2 separate regions of the Zea mays genome follow, and region 1 is linked to region 2. The links are chromatin contacts, called in public Hi-C maps. All regions are on one chromosome and are shown on one strand. Each heading gives the region's core, a stretch centred on a gene start, on an enhancer-like site or on the middle of the called end of the contact. The rest is flanking DNA. Distances are from core to core; before and after follow the strand shown. Region 1 has its middle 190 kb from the start of LOC100284909. Region 2 holds the start of LOC100284909.

Region 1 (4,666 bases), core at 798-3,297, 190 kb after region 2:
GTTGAAAGAACTTTTGCACCCGACCATGTTGTGCTAGCCAAGCACAATGCCACACTTCCGAGGTGTGATTGCATAAGGACGCTACGATACCTTTACAAAGTCCCATTAGCATGAGAAAACCTGCTATAGTTTTAGGTAGTAGGGACAAATCCCTCATCGGAAAAGCTATCATAGATAGATCAACCTGAGAACCTCCTTATAGTTGCGCAACTTCTTCCCACTTGCCTTGTCACACCAGGATTTAAGGACCAAACCCGGGCGCAAATGAAATGTGTGCTAGGATCAAGTCTCACACATATGATGACTCATGGTACAGAAATGAATGTCACAACTTTACTATATAATAGGAGTTCTATACAAAATAGCTAAATAATTACATCATACGAAGACAACGGTCCTCCGCAACCATAGTGGGTTGGGAGACGATAGCCTAGATCTCTCACGAACTCATCGCGGCCTCCTTCATGCTCCTTATCTTGTGGTACCTGCTATTGACCTTGGGGATGTGAGTACAACAATGGTGAGCTCACATACGTTCATCGCTCAACAAGTTGTGGGGAATAATGTGCATGAGCTCACGTATGGTGGGGGTCATGTGAAGTGTAAGGCTTACCAAGAAAGATGGTTAAAGCTGAGGATTGCTTTTAAAGTTGGTCAAAGTTTTATTAGCAATTACTAGGTATAAGTAGATACCAACCCAAATAAATAATATATCATAATTTAATAATAAATCCCACAATGCAATGCAAATGACATATTAAGTTTAATTCCATAAGTTACTCATGTGAGGGTCCGAGCTGCTCATGATCGTGAGCACGACTGATATACCAGTTTTACACTCTATAGAGGTTGCACATCTTTACCCACAAGACATGTTTCCCGATTAGCCAGGGTTAGCTAGACCCTTAGACACTTTCAAGGTGAATGGCTAGAGATCCACTGCGCTGCCTTTACAAAGTTCCACTAGAGGAGAGAACCCGCTAGGGATTTGTAAACCCCAAATTGGGATTCTTAACACTTGAGTCATTCAAGAGATAATAATAGTGAATTTTGTGAATATGTGTTTTATGAATGGGTCATTTTTCTTTGATTAAAACAAATACTAAATGAAATATGTAAAGTATAGCATCATGCCGAATTTGGTTTTGTGTTGTGGCATCTAAATTTGAATTTGAGATTGGAACTTGGTTGAATGGACATTTGAAAAGTAAAATGGAATAAAAAAGAAAGAAATAAAGAAACCAGCTCTTGGGCTAGTTTTCCTCTCAGCTAGCCCAACTACCTCAGCCCTCAGCTCACCTAACCACATCCGCGCTATCCAGACAAGCGGGTCAGCGCTGACAGGTGGGCCTGACTTGTCTGTCCCTCTCGCGCATGCTCTGGCTCTTCCCTTAGTCCCCTGCCTGCTGGGCCCATGCGTCAGTCGTTGTATCTCTAGCCCTCACTGAGTCATGGACCCAAGTCCACTCCGCTCTGTTCCGAAGTGGGCGCTGGCCGGCGTACCCGCCATGCTGCAAAGCACGCAGGATCCAGCTAGCCATGCAACCGCCTCCTCGCGGCTATTTGTGCGTGATCGCCTCGGCTACGCCCACTTCACCTGAGTTTTTCCACTGGTGAGCATTGCCGTGCGAAAACCCCTAAGTGCCGTGAGGAGTGGGAGGGAGCCGCCACACCATTCTTGGATTGTGTGCTAGTTCAGCGCCTAGGTTGGGGTCGAGATCCTCATCGCGGGATCGCGCTTTTGGTGATAGCAACCAGGAAGACCGGGGGCCACCGTGGTGCCCGTAATTTCTCGTCGTCGCTCGGACTTGACCGCAGATCCGTACGGTGCGTGGGTAGCTATCCCCCATTGCCTAATCTCGAGTGAGTCATCCCCCACCCATTTTATTTAGTCTTGTGATCATGTACAGGCGTTTAGGATGAGTATCGGTGCGGCGTTGCACCTAGGTGGGTATCCAGCGTGTGTCCACCGCTCAGTCTCCGTGCGCTGCCGTGGGTCATGGCTGGAGGATGACGATGGTCGTGCCACCGTCGATCGTAAAATAGACGGTTCAAATTAAGTCTACCTATTGGATGCTGTAGGGTGAGTCTGAGCCATCGATTGCGGGCTGTGTGGCTGTGATCACGCGCTGAAGTATAATGAGGATGATCTAATCTAGACTGCCGGTGTAGATCGAATGGCTGAGAGCATGCAATACCCTTTCACTGCAGTAGGTTTCTAAAAGAGGCCCTAAAACCTTTATAAATTAAACCGCGGGCTAGGATAGTGTTAAAATCATTACATAGAGGTCCTGGATTTTGCAGAATAAACCCTAGCGAATTCATAAATGATACCCGCAGTCCATAGCTGTTGATTTGAGTAAATAAAAATCTAGGAAAATGGTTTCTAGTATAGAAATAATTCCGCAATCCTGTTTAATTCATAAGTAACTCAATTTAACTCTTTTTTGATCCATTCCAGTTGCATTAAAATCATATTAATATTGTTCATCATCTAGTAACCTTATTTCATTATGAAACATATGGTTAAAATCAAGCACTTAATTTGTTTTATGTCTAACACATAAAGCTTCAGAAAATCATGACTCTTTAACCGTAACTCCGATTTTAATGGTTCTCGAACATACGAACTCGTAGCAACATGTAGATCATTATTACGCGGTTTGTGCTCATGTTTCTTGGGATGTTAATTTCTCATACCATGTTTGTTTGTATTGTTGCGAGTAGACGAGCAAGTGACAGAGGACTCTGGTACCCAACAGGTGGAAACTAATTAGCAGGAGCTCGTTGAAGGCAAGTTGTGCCCTTGACCACTCTTTTCTTTACCCAATAATGTTCTCTATAATCACGTTGGCATGTGTAGGCTTAATTTTGATGGGACCCAATAGGTCACCCTAGTTTGCTTTACTTATGCCTTGTTCACCACTAAACTTTTGGGTAGCCTCTACTATTGCTCTATGTCGTTTTGGGTGTTAAGATAAATATGATTCATGATCATGATTTATTATTGTGATTCTATTCTTTAATGTTCATGATAAGATTATGGTGTTAATAGGAACATAGAGCTTAACTTGAGATAACAGTGCTACCACAAGGGTGGAATGGGATACCCTTGGCCAAGTAATTAGGAAATCTAGGGAGAGACTACCTTACCTGAAAGGGGCAAGCGGGGAGACGTCACTGCAGAGTATAGGAAGGTTCTCGGGTTGGACTGCCTATTTAGCTTTCTGGACGAGGGATTCCTATGCTTCCTTCTTCCTGAATTCGTAGCGGGTTTTCTCGAACTAGTGGAACTTTAGAAAGGCCTCATAGTGCTACCCTACCTTGTCTCCTCGATAGATATGAATGGGATTTCTAGACCTCTTGGCAAATGGGTAACATGGTTTGTGGGTAAAGATGTGCAACCTCTATAGAGTGTAAAATGGTATATCAGTTGTGCTCACGGTTAAGAGAGACTCAGGACTCTCGCATCATTAACTTATGGAATTAAACTTAATTTGTCATATGCGCTGCACTGTGGGCTTTATTACTAATTTTGATCTCTTATTACTTTGGGTTGGTATATACTTAAATTTAGTAATTGCTAATAATTTGACCAACTTATTAAAAGCAATGCTTAGTTTTAACCATTATTTGTTGATCAGCCTTACACCTCACATGAGTCCCCACTGTATGTGAGCTCATGCACTTTATTCCCCATACTTGTTGAGCGGTGAACTTTAGTGAGCTCACCCTTGCGATAACCCCCCACAGGTGAAGAGCAGGTGGCCTAGGAGGAGGACTACTTTGAGGAGTTCGACGAGGTCTAGGTGGCGTCTCCAAGTTAGCTTAATGGCGCTAAGGAAATAAAGTTTGTGATATTTATCTCTATACACTTGGTCATTATATGTGTTGTTCTTCTTTGGCGCACACATGAGACGCGCCCGGGTTTCCCCTTAAATCCGAGTGTGAAAGAAGTGGTATCAGAGGAATGTTTACTGTAGGACAAAACCTAGATAGAACTGGACAAAACCCTTACCTTCTTACCTTTACTCAGATTCTTTCTATACTTGTCTTGATCCTGTCTCACCTTTTGGTTGTTCTACTCTAACTACTCGTATCTCTTATTCTCCAGATAGAAAAAAAGGATTTCACACCTTGGGATCCTATATTTATGAATCCCTAAAGAGATAGGAGACCTAAGACAAAAAATATTTTTCTTTTATTGATATTTAAGTGTTTGGATGTTTGTTCTGATGATAATTGCTTGATTTGCTTCTTTGATTTAGTAAATAGTATAGTAGCGCATCCTAGCATGTACCACCATAGGTTACTGTATTAGTATTAAGTAGGTGATACTCTAATTTACTGAGCTATTATGACCTAAAGATCATGACCTAAAAATAGGGCGTCTCGTAATTATTCATCTTATCTACAAATCTATCTAACCATGTGTTTCTAACCTAGATGGTCAATACCAAGAAGGGAGGCGGTATCGATCTAACTGCTCGTATTCGTCGAAGCAGGGTAGTTGTCAATCCACAACCGGAGATGAATCCTCCTCCGAATCATCCGCCTGCTGGGACAGATGTCGTGGTTGCTGCTCAGATGCAACTACTGCAGTAGACGGCTAACACCATGGCGGAGATGCAAGCTCAGATCTACCAAGATCGACAATAGCCACCAC
Region 2 (4,649 bases), core at 508-3,007:
CTCAACAAGCTGTCCATATCATAGTACGGCAAGGAAAATATACGTGATGCAGTAATGACAAAAAGAGTTGTGTAGTCTTAATAGACAACCTATGTAAATCTAAAGGTCAGTAGTGATTTGTGGTCCTCGAGATAAGTCCGGCAGCATATTCTTATAGGAACCACAAAATAAGGGACCATTATGAGAATACCAGCTTACCAGCACAGGTATTGTGTGACTAGCAGCATGAGTAAATCACACGTCATTGCATCAAAAACCACAGAATAAGGGTAACCTGTCGGTTTAACCAAATGGGCAAGGCTTGAAATGTGTGACTAGCAACAAAATCAAAGTACACATCAGGAAGAAAAGTGTATTGCTCCATCCCAAGGCTGCATATACCACTTTCCAAAATGCATCTTTTACACAGAACAGATGCAACGAGTAGGTCATGATACCATTGCCAAGGGAACAAGGCACCTACGTCTATGTGCTAAACACTTTAGTGCTTTAAACAGAAGTAGCTTGAAAGTGTTTTTTTTTCATGTTTTCATCTGACAATCAGATGGTTACAGCCACACATATTGTAATGAGAAATTGACTGCAGTTGTTGAACTGCAATGTCCAGGGTGTTTCCAATTTCAGAAAGAGACGTGAAATAGCTGCCCCTTTCAATGTGTTCAGCGGCTCAGAAATTTTCGTAGCTAGGTGTTGCTTTCAATGTGTTCAACGGCTCAGATATTTTCTTAGGTTAAAATTCATTCTTACTTTTGTAGAAACAATTGAAGAAACAGTGACATATGATGCCAGACAACTAGAGAAATACAGCCAGATTTCCTGCTGCAAATGTTTCATTGTTGGGAACATTGATGATCACAAGTTTGCTTATGAATTGAAGATAATTCACCCAGATGGAGATGCAGACAATTGCAGCTTATTCGGAAATACTGAATGAAATGCACATAATTTCACGACGAGCATCATTCACATCATAATTCCCTTTCCTCCAACTCCAACATTACTGGAGTCGCACGAACATAATAAGAAAATAAAACGAGAAATAAGCGGGGGAAGGGGAGCAAAAAAGGGATCGGCTGTGTACCTCCAAGGGAGATGTAGGGTATGCGGTGGGCGCGGCCGATGTAGACGGCATCGGAGAGGACCCCGAAGAGCGGCTTGGCGACGAGCGGGAGGCTCCCAGCGTTCTGCAGGAGTTGCAGGCCGGCGGGGCTGAGCCCCATGCCGCGCGTGAGGTGGAAGTTGAGTGCCAGCCACGGGAAGCAGCGGAACCCCTGCACCCAGTACCCGACCCCGCACACCCACCACACCCGGCGCATCTCCCGCAGCGCCCCGCGCCGTTTGGCCGCGGGCGTGAGATGCACGGGCGTGGGCGCGGGTGGCGTGAGTGTCGGCGCGGCCGATAAGTCCAGGAACTGGGCCAGCCCGCGCTTCTGCCGCCGTTCCTCCGGTGTCGTCGGCATCCGGAGGCATAGCGTGACGCCGATGCAGCGCGCGTTCCTGCACGTGGCGGCGGCGGGTCGTGCGGTCGGGCTGCGGGGGAGGTGGAGGTGAAGGTGCGGTGCGCACAGCGAGAGGCAGAGCATGGTGCCGGCGTCTCCCGTCGTCCGCGCGGCGGCGGGCGGGTAGAGGGGGCAGGAATGCGGAGGCGACTTGAGCGGAGCGGGATGGTGTGTGCGGGCTTGTGGTGGGGAGGTTAAGGTGGTCCGGCGGGGCTTCGGGGAGGGAGATACGGAGAGACTTCTGGAAGACGAGAACGGCCGCGCGCAGCTTCGGGGGTTTTTTTTTCTTCTTTTTTTTCTGTCTTTTGGTGCCCAACTGCCCATGCCTTGTGGGCTCTGGACTGTAGTGGCCTGGTGGGGACGCTGGGACGCACCCCGCCTCTCGTGAAGCATTCTTGGCCTCCGATGCCGATTGTTTCATTTCCACAGGATGTTTGAACGGGGTGTGTTTATACTAGGAGTACATTCTTAGTATCTTGATGTGTTTCTGATTCAAAGAAGTAAAAAGATAAACTAAAAACCTTCTATCTGCCCCCTGCTTTTCGCATCCTAGCTGCTTTTCATTGTTCAACTTAGGCGTTGGCTCGTTTTTTAGCCAATCAACAAACAAACTCTAGGGCTGGCGTCACACGATGCAGGGGGCGTTAGAGTCCTCTCTGTGTGAGTGTGGACTGTTCGCGACTGCGTAGAGAGTTTCGGTCTTCTGCGCATAGACCGTTCACGTATGAGCGACGGAAAGTACGCGAGGCGCGCAGAGGGCTTCTTGGATCTTTTGCACCTGAATCTCGCTATCCGGAAGGGATCCATTAGGGAGAAAATATCATAGGGTTGTCCTGTGGTCGGCAGGTCACCCAAAACATATCTAAACGACGTAAAGTCGAGGAGATGTGAAGACTGCAGATGAGAAAGACTAATCTAATTAGGTGGTGCCTCAATCGGTCGTACCTCTTTATATTTATAGGGGAGGTCTGGACCCGTTCCTAGGTGCATCCCAACCGATTCCCACGCGATGAGTTGAATAAGCACGCGCGAGGAAAAGGACTCTCGCCCGAATTAATCTAATCGCGGACCGTCTGGGGCTAGCTCGTCTAGCCGTGCCAAATGTCAAATATGGTGCTCAACACATGCCTCCTACCTTTTGGATAAGCTTAAGCGAACCAAAAGCACCTAGTACAAGTTGTAAACAACTCGATGTGAATCTATCGGTTCTCTAAGCATCTTACCATATACTAGGATGATATCACTTTAGAAAGCGATCATTCAATGCATTGGGCAACTTATCTCCTTGCACCGTTTGTAATGTGTTACCAGAGATCACCTGTGTAACTTTATAAGGCCCTTCCCAACATGGGGACCATTTGCCAAACTTCCAGTCCATCCATACTCCTTAATGGCAAGATTGTCTTTTAAACTAGATCTCCAACCTAAAAAGTCTTAGCCTTTACCTTATTGTTGTAAGCCTTGGCAACTATGATCTTGTCTTTCTCAATCTCCTTTAGAGCCATCAACCTCTTGTCGATCACCAAATCAATACTATCCATCATTAGATCATGGTAGTCACCAACATCTTGATCATTTAGACTAGTAAACCTGATAGCATGCAGGCTAATCTCTATAGTTAAAATAGCTTTCTGTCCATACATGTCGTGGTTTCGGAAGCCAAGGGACAATAAGATTTGTGTTCGGCAGGGGTGCAAGTTTAGACGAAATGGTCTTGGCCTTTGTTTGAATGGCCTAAAATCAGGTTTGATGTGTAACTGATGCTCAACTAGCTCTCGGCATAAGCCTGTCATCTCATTATAACTCCAAGAAAAATAATCAGAATACTCTAATAATAATTCGATCATTTTATTCCTAGAATTGGATTTTAGGTTTTTGTTTACAAAAGACGGCCTTGGAGTGTTACCATCTCCTATGTCAACTTCCTCCAAAGGATCAGCCGAAGTAAACCCTTGTCCTAACTTGTAAATCCCTAAATTTCTCTATTGTATACACACTAGAGGAGAATGTTACCCTCCGTGGGGTCGCGGATCGTTTGGTCGTAAAGATCGGACCGTCCGGAAGGGAGACTACGAATTGCAGTCCTCTATACGGAACTTTGGGCCGTCCGTCCATAGGGGCGGACCATCTGGAAGGGCGGCTGTGATTTGCAAAACTCTATGTGGGACTTCAGACCATCCGGCCATAGGGACTGGACCGTCTGCACTACCAGTTGTGACATCTTTTTCTTCTGTTGTACTACATTGTATTTCATTTATGGTTTAGCTGATTTTCCATCAGCTCTAATACAACAGTGGTGAACTCTCCATTATGCACACTAATGAATTGATAATCAGAGAAGTCAACCCCACTCAAACACTTAGCAGACTCATAGGTCCATAGTACGGGAGCATCGACCATAGCAATGCAAGCTGATGCATCTACTTGTATAGTTTCAACTTCATCACCTATCCATTGTCTTAACATCTGTTGTAAAGTAGAAGGCACACATTGATTGGCGTGTATCCAATCTCTGCCTAATATAACACTATAATTTCCTTCTACTTTGGTGACGAAGGAAGCAGTGGCCAAGGTCTTAGTCCTAATGGTTAGTTCAATGGATGTGATGCCCTTGACCTCGATCAAACTAATGGTACAGACTCCACTAAGAGTCATGTTTGTCCTAATCAACTCATTGTCTTGCTTGCCCAACTTCTGGTACAAGGAATAAGGCATTAGGTTACAGTCGCACCGACGTCAATCATCATGCGTGAAATCGGTGTCCCATCTATGTGGCTGTGCAAGAAGAGCGGTTTTAGATGGTTGACTGGTTCCTTAGGCTTTGAGAAGATCGCATCCTGATGACCTAACTCAAACTAAGCCATCACAGGTTTTTCATCGCCGATAATATCATAATCAGCTGAAAATGTAATAATATTAACTTCCATACATGGGGGTTCAGGGGATGCCTCAATCCATCATATCCTCATCATTTATGTCATCAAGTTCACCAAATGGGCTTGATGGACATGTAGTAGAATCCCCCTCTACACATATGTTATAGTCCCTGTTGTGTGCCCTCTTGTCGAGTCTGGACGGTTCGACCACAGTAGCTAGACTATCCATGATGGGTTCGAACGATCAGGCCATAGGTGCCAGACAGTTCACAAG

The links. A called contact is a pair of places that touch in the nucleus more often than the background predicts.
Region 1: a contact with region 2 is called in a Hi-C map of leaf, with 4 times the contacts expected there. The contact joins the enhancer-like site here to the promoter of LOC100284909 in region 2. A contact is called at or near these places in 2 of 25 Hi-C or Micro-C datasets (ear and leaf).

Annotation. Positions count from the first base shown.
Region 1 is chr7:38,356,709-38,361,374 of Zm-B73-REFERENCE-NAM-5.0, forward strand. No RefSeq gene overlaps it. Among protein-coding and RNA genes, the nearest start is that of LOC100284909, 190 kb to the left of the region's middle. Within about 2 kb of position 2,048, at least 17 of the 20 cell types and tissues checked have an H3K27ac peak or open chromatin away from gene starts, as enhancers often do. A contact at or near this core is called in ear and leaf, where this site is marked.
Region 2 is chr7:38,165,546-38,170,194 of Zm-B73-REFERENCE-NAM-5.0, forward strand. It overlaps LOC100284909, which reads right to left and starts at 1,758. Exons shown (of 2, transcript NM_001157804.2): 1 at 1,082-1,758. The coding sequence starts at 1,583.